2 separate regions of the Zea mays genome follow, and region 2 is linked to region 1. Evidence: chromatin contacts called from public Hi-C data. All regions are on one chromosome and are shown on one strand. The core of a region is the stretch at or near the end of the contact, and the rest is flanking DNA. Distances in the headings are between cores, read along the strand shown. Region 1 has its middle 21 kb from the start of LOC103640019. Region 2 has its middle 71 kb from the start of LOC103638545.

What was found. A called contact is a pair of places that touch in the nucleus more often than the background predicts.
Region 2: a Hi-C map of bundle sheath shows a contact between it and region 1, with 4 times the contacts expected there. The contact joins two enhancer-like sites. A contact is called at or near these places in 3 of 25 Hi-C or Micro-C datasets (bundle sheath and leaf).

What each region holds. Positions count from the first base shown.
Region 1 is chr9:62,840,130-62,842,829 of Zm-B73-REFERENCE-NAM-5.0, reverse strand. No RefSeq gene overlaps it. Among protein-coding and RNA genes, the nearest start is that of LOC103640019, 21 kb to the left of the region's middle. Within about 2 kb of position 1,334, at least 20 of the 20 cell types and tissues checked have an H3K27ac peak or open chromatin away from gene starts, as enhancers often do. A contact at or near this core is called in bundle sheath and leaf, where this site is marked.
Region 2 is chr9:63,040,429-63,043,128 of Zm-B73-REFERENCE-NAM-5.0, reverse strand. No RefSeq gene overlaps it. Among protein-coding and RNA genes, the nearest start is that of LOC103638545, 71 kb to the right of the region's middle. Within about 2 kb of position 1,263, at least 17 of the 20 cell types and tissues checked have an H3K27ac peak or open chromatin away from gene starts, as enhancers often do. A contact at or near this core is called in bundle sheath and leaf, where this site is marked.

The sequences.
Region 1 (2,700 bases), core at 85-2,584:
GCTGCATAATAATATTCTACGTGTTGTAATGAGATCATAGGTTCGAGAACCACTAAATTCGGAGCTACGGTTATAAAGTTATGATTTTCTGAAGATTTAGAAGTGGGGTACAAAAGAAATTATGTGCATAATTTTAATTTAGGTTTCATAACAAAAAAAGTTACCAGGGGATAAACAATATTATTATGGATCTAATGCAACTGGAATGGATCAAAAAGGAGTTAAAATGCAGAAGATACAAAATAAACAAGTTATAATAATTATTTTCATACTAGAATTCATCTCTATATTTCTTTTATTCCAGATGGACAACACATGGTATTGTAAATAAGATCAGGGTTGGTTTTATAATATTGTGGACCTAATAGCTCTATTCTATACACACACCCGTACTGCGGGTTGATACTAACAAAACACAACACGGGGTCACTTTAGCATAATGTCCCCGCCAAAGGGGTATCATTACTTCTGGGCCGCTCAATCAGAAACCGGTGGCAAAGATTAGGTTCTAACCGTTATGCGCTCCAGTTCGCAGGATCGAAGATCAACAGTTACAGTTTAACGAAACACAGATCTAATCCTACGTGCCCGATCCGAATCGAACGGCACCGATTTATTGTGTGAAGGGGGTATACATCTTGTAATCCTAGCCGCCGTTAGCTGATTGAACGACCATGATTTAAAATACCTAGATTAATTCTCGTGCGTTCATCAAAGATCTACTATCCTGATTCACTCTCCTCCCCGACGGCCGACAGCGGCGGTGGCGCGCGCATACCTGCGGTAGAGCCATGGCTAGCGCGCGGCCAACACCGATTCCGACCCACAACTTCGAGAATTTATGATGCAACGTGAGTAGGAGGTCGAGGCGAACAATATGGGTGGGGAAATTTTACCAAAGGAGACGGTGGGCGCAAGGCTGTCCTCGACGTCGCGACGGAAATGACCTCCGGCGAGAAATCCCCAGTAACCTCGTGCTTTTCCGACCACCGCAAACCACACTCGTGGACAACGAACCTCGACGACACACCCTAGCCCCTTTAATTTCACCGAGTAGCACGCAGTCGTGAGCCCGAGGCGGAGCCGCCAAGTTCCTGGCAGAAGGACATCCTTTCTCTCTCTCTGGAAATCGACGACTGAGGAACGGCGAAGGAATGGGATAGAAGGCCATGGCGCACGAATTTTATGGCCCAGGGGACGACGGTCTCTGCAATCTCTAGATGGAGTTTGTTGGCGGACGCGAGATCCACGTGGTCTGTTGAAAGCTTAGCTCGCGGATAGGGGAGAAGGGCGCCTGACACGGGGGTCCCGCAGGTAAGCCATCCAATGTGAGGGGAACGAGCCCGACCCACGGGGTCCACCTGCTAGTGGCTACCAGGCGCGCATGACATGCCCCAGGACGGGCTGGTGCGAAAGTGAGAAAAAATAGTATTTGGGGTGGTTAGGGAATTAGGCCGGGCCGGTGCGGTTTTCCTTTCCCCCTTTCTTTTCCCTTTTTCTTTTCTATTACCTTTTTCTTTTCTATTTTCCAATTTGAAATATCCAAACCAAATTCAAATTCATGTTTTGAACTTCCAATTTTCAAATATAAAATGCATCCCTAATGAGGATATAACATCCACTATTTGCATTAATATTATTTTCTTTCTCTAGTGTATATTTTTCTTTCCTTCCCTTCCCATTTTTTTCTATTTCCATTTTCAAATTCTAATTTCCTAATTTAAACTTGTCTCACAATTTGAATACAAATACAAAAATGCAAGAATTTCATCATGAGGTGCATATTTTTGTATTTATTTATTTTATTATTTTTCCCTTCTACCAACTTTGGGCTTTACAAATCCTATCCCCTTAAAGAAATCTCATCCTCGAGATTAGTAAGAAAAAGGATGTATCCCCATCTTGTCTCAAAACATATGCACAAACAAAAATCTCAGCATGATGCATGACTTATTAGCAAAACATAGGGTCAAATAGACTGTTGGGGGCCTTCCTCTCCCGAAGGTCCTCAAAAACGTGACTGACTATATGTTTTCAGTATGATATGGATTATTACAGAGGGGCTTCGGCTTCAGGATGAAGGTTTTCTCTCATGACAAGGTGAAGATATTACCCGAAGGTGATAAGAATGAATGATGGAGCTATAGCCGGATAGCTTCGGTTTGACGTGATGACGAAGACCAAGTATGATGAGGGCTGAAAAGGGATGAAGACTATCCAATCCTTAATGATTCGTATTATGGTCATAGATAAATATCAAGGGCATAAATGTACTTTTACCTGGGTTGCGTCCCGTGACTATAAATAGATGAACAGTAGCACCGTACTGTTCACACTGAATGGGGATCACTCTCTCGCTCTCCACATTCAAGTAAGCCGAAGTTATTAATGTAATAGAAATGATGTTAATATTCATGCGTGTTTTATGGAATATAAATGTGCATGAATTAATGAGATGCAGTTAGTGCCTTCATCCTTTTACATTCTTGTACATATTAAATGATAAAGGTATGTCCTTCTCGACTTTCGTCCAACAGGCATTATACTCATGTGGGAATAATGCTTCGAAAGACAAAGGTCTATAATTAATTAACAATTGTGTTGTCTTGTTCTTGATCCACAGTATTTGAGAACAAGTGCACAACATAGACCTTATTATTATATTATTCCTAAAATAGTAAATATTAGCTACTAACTAAA
Region 2 (2,700 bases), core at 14-2,513, 200 kb before region 1:
CCTCCAGCGGAGAACAACTTTTACTTCAACATCTGCGGAGTGGACCCTTAACCTCCTGCAACACAAGCCCCGATGCATTATCCTTTTCCTTGTTGTTTTAAAACTTTATCACCTTGTTTGATGCATTAGGTGATAGGAGTTTTGTGCCCAACAATCCCTTCCTTGGAAAATTGATTACCATTCCTTGTTACCTGATTTATTCAAACAAGTTTTCTGATGCTTAGTCTTGCTTTAGAAAACAAAATGTTTTGTTTTAAATAAAAGGTGATGCTCCACACTGGATGGGGATTTTTAAAAAGAAAAGACTTATGATGGTGAATCCATCATGGCCGTGATGGGTTCAACATCTAAAAAGAAGTACCTCTGTCAGGTACCAAACTTTGGATTTTTAAGTAATAAAGACGAGACAGAGCGGGTGACTTGCACGAGAAACGAGTCGCGGTGTAGTGTCTCCGTCTAAGTCGATTAAGGACCGAGCCGATGTAGGCTTGATGATCGAGGACCTTTTAACTGACCACATGCCTCATCATGGGTAAGCTTTGCCTCGGTCGGACCAATACCAGAAAGGCCACCACGCAATGGGAGTGGAGAGATGGCAAGAGTAGCGTGTACCCTCCGTGGCAAGAGTCTGGACGATGGAGTATCCATGCTCTCGGTTGGCGTGAACCCATTCTAGTCTTGAGAAACCTGGTGGCAAGTTGACATATGCAAGGGTTAAGTGCTACATATTGTAATACCCAAAATATAAATAATACGAAGTGAGTTGATCACCGTAAATATCTTGCCATCTATTCATTTCAACATGGGAACATCATGATTTAAGTGAACAAATAACTCGTAAAATACTCGATGTATCATGTTGGATTTCCTTTTGTCTGTGCATCAAATACAAAATTATCAATGAAATAAGACTAGACACAAGTTCAAATTAAAAGCACTAAATAAATTGGGAGCAATAGAGTTAAAATGTGTGATAAATAACAAATATAACGGTACATAAATAATTTTCTCAAAAAGAATGTAGTACCATTCACATCAGAATCTTATTTGAAATTTGAAAGTCTGAAAATCAAACTACGGATTCAAATTCATTTGAGCACTTGGATTTGAAAAAATAGAAAAGAAAAGAATAAAGAGAAAAAAAATGGAAAACGGACGCTGGGCTGAATTCCCTGTCTTGGTTCAACTTGGTTACCAAGGCAGCCCATTACCCCCCACTCGTCCGTTTCTGTGCGCTGTCGCGTGTGTGTGGCCGACCCGTGGGCCCGGCTGTGCAGAACCGCGCGCGTTTGTTTGTGCTTTTGGCTACCATGCAGGCCCGTTCAACTAGACACCGCGGGTCAATCGCGGCTTCCGTTTTCTCTGGCGTGCAGGACCCAGCGACTTCCACTGTTCCTCTTCCTCCCGTGAATCTCGGCAAGAATGGTTCCCAACCACCATCCGCAGAGTTCGGCTTGCTGGGGCGGAGTGATGGGGTTGACCCTGCATAAAGCTCCACCCCAGCGCGGCTGCCCTGACCTTCCGTAACCTTAGGTCAGTGCCCCCGTAGCTGTGCATCGCTGCCAAGTCAGTTCCGTTGCCGCCGCAGGCAATTGACGCCGGTAGCGCCCCCCGTGCCAGCAAGGGCCGTTGCGGATGATCCGTCGTCATCCCTGGAATCCGATAGTTGTGGGTGTTGTGTTCGGGGTGTCGACGAATTGCTCGCCGGACTTCCCTGACCGTCGCGGTGCCGCCTCGTCTCATGGACCGAATCCTGCGCTGCCATATCCTGGTAAGTTTTTACTCCCACGTGATCACTGTAACCGTCTCTACGCATAGCAGGGGTTGTGCGTGAGTTTGGTGCACTAAGCGCAACCGGTATGGCGTCTCTGTTCTGGGCGTCGCCGTGGGGCTTAGCTGCCGCCGATGGCTTATGGGTGACGGGTCGAGGAAGACGGCTCCCTGCCTGCGGATCTTGAAGCGGACGGCTTGGATCGTGGCGCACAGCCGTTTAGGATAGTTAAATCCGAGCCATTGGTTCCGATCAGGTATGGACCGTGGATCTCGGATCCGACGACCAAGAGTGACCGCGGTTAAATAACTAGAGTAGATCTAATCCTACACGCTAAACCCAGATCCAACGGCCGAGGGATCACGGTACCCCTTCGCCGTGCACGTTTTGCAGAAAAGCCCCTCTGTTTTTGGGGAACCAACCCGCGGTCTGTCCTGGTAGATTCTGTGTCTCGGGGAAACTTGCGCGCCAGCCCCTGGCTTTTCCAGAATTTGGCACCCAATCCCGAGATCAGAGAAATTAGAGAAATAGTTAAGGAAAATTGATTTTTAATACAAAAGTAATTTCAGAAACTTATATAATTCATATTCAATTCATTATAAGTCCAAATTGATTCATTCCAGTGGCATTAATTTTGTTTTAAGATTATTCATCACCTAGTACCTCTGTTTAACTATGAAACTTGAATTAAAATGTTCATTTGAATTAATCTATTCTAGGTACTAAATAACTTCAGAAATTTATAACTAAATAACCGTAACTCTAAATTTAGTGATTGAAAGTCGCCTAGAGGGAGGTGAATAGGCGAAACCTGAAATTTATAACTTTAAACACGCACTAAGGTCGGGGGTTAGCATTAGAATTAGATTCAAGTCGGAAAGAGAGGGAAAACATATCAACCAAGAAATAAGGCGAGTGAACACGGTGAT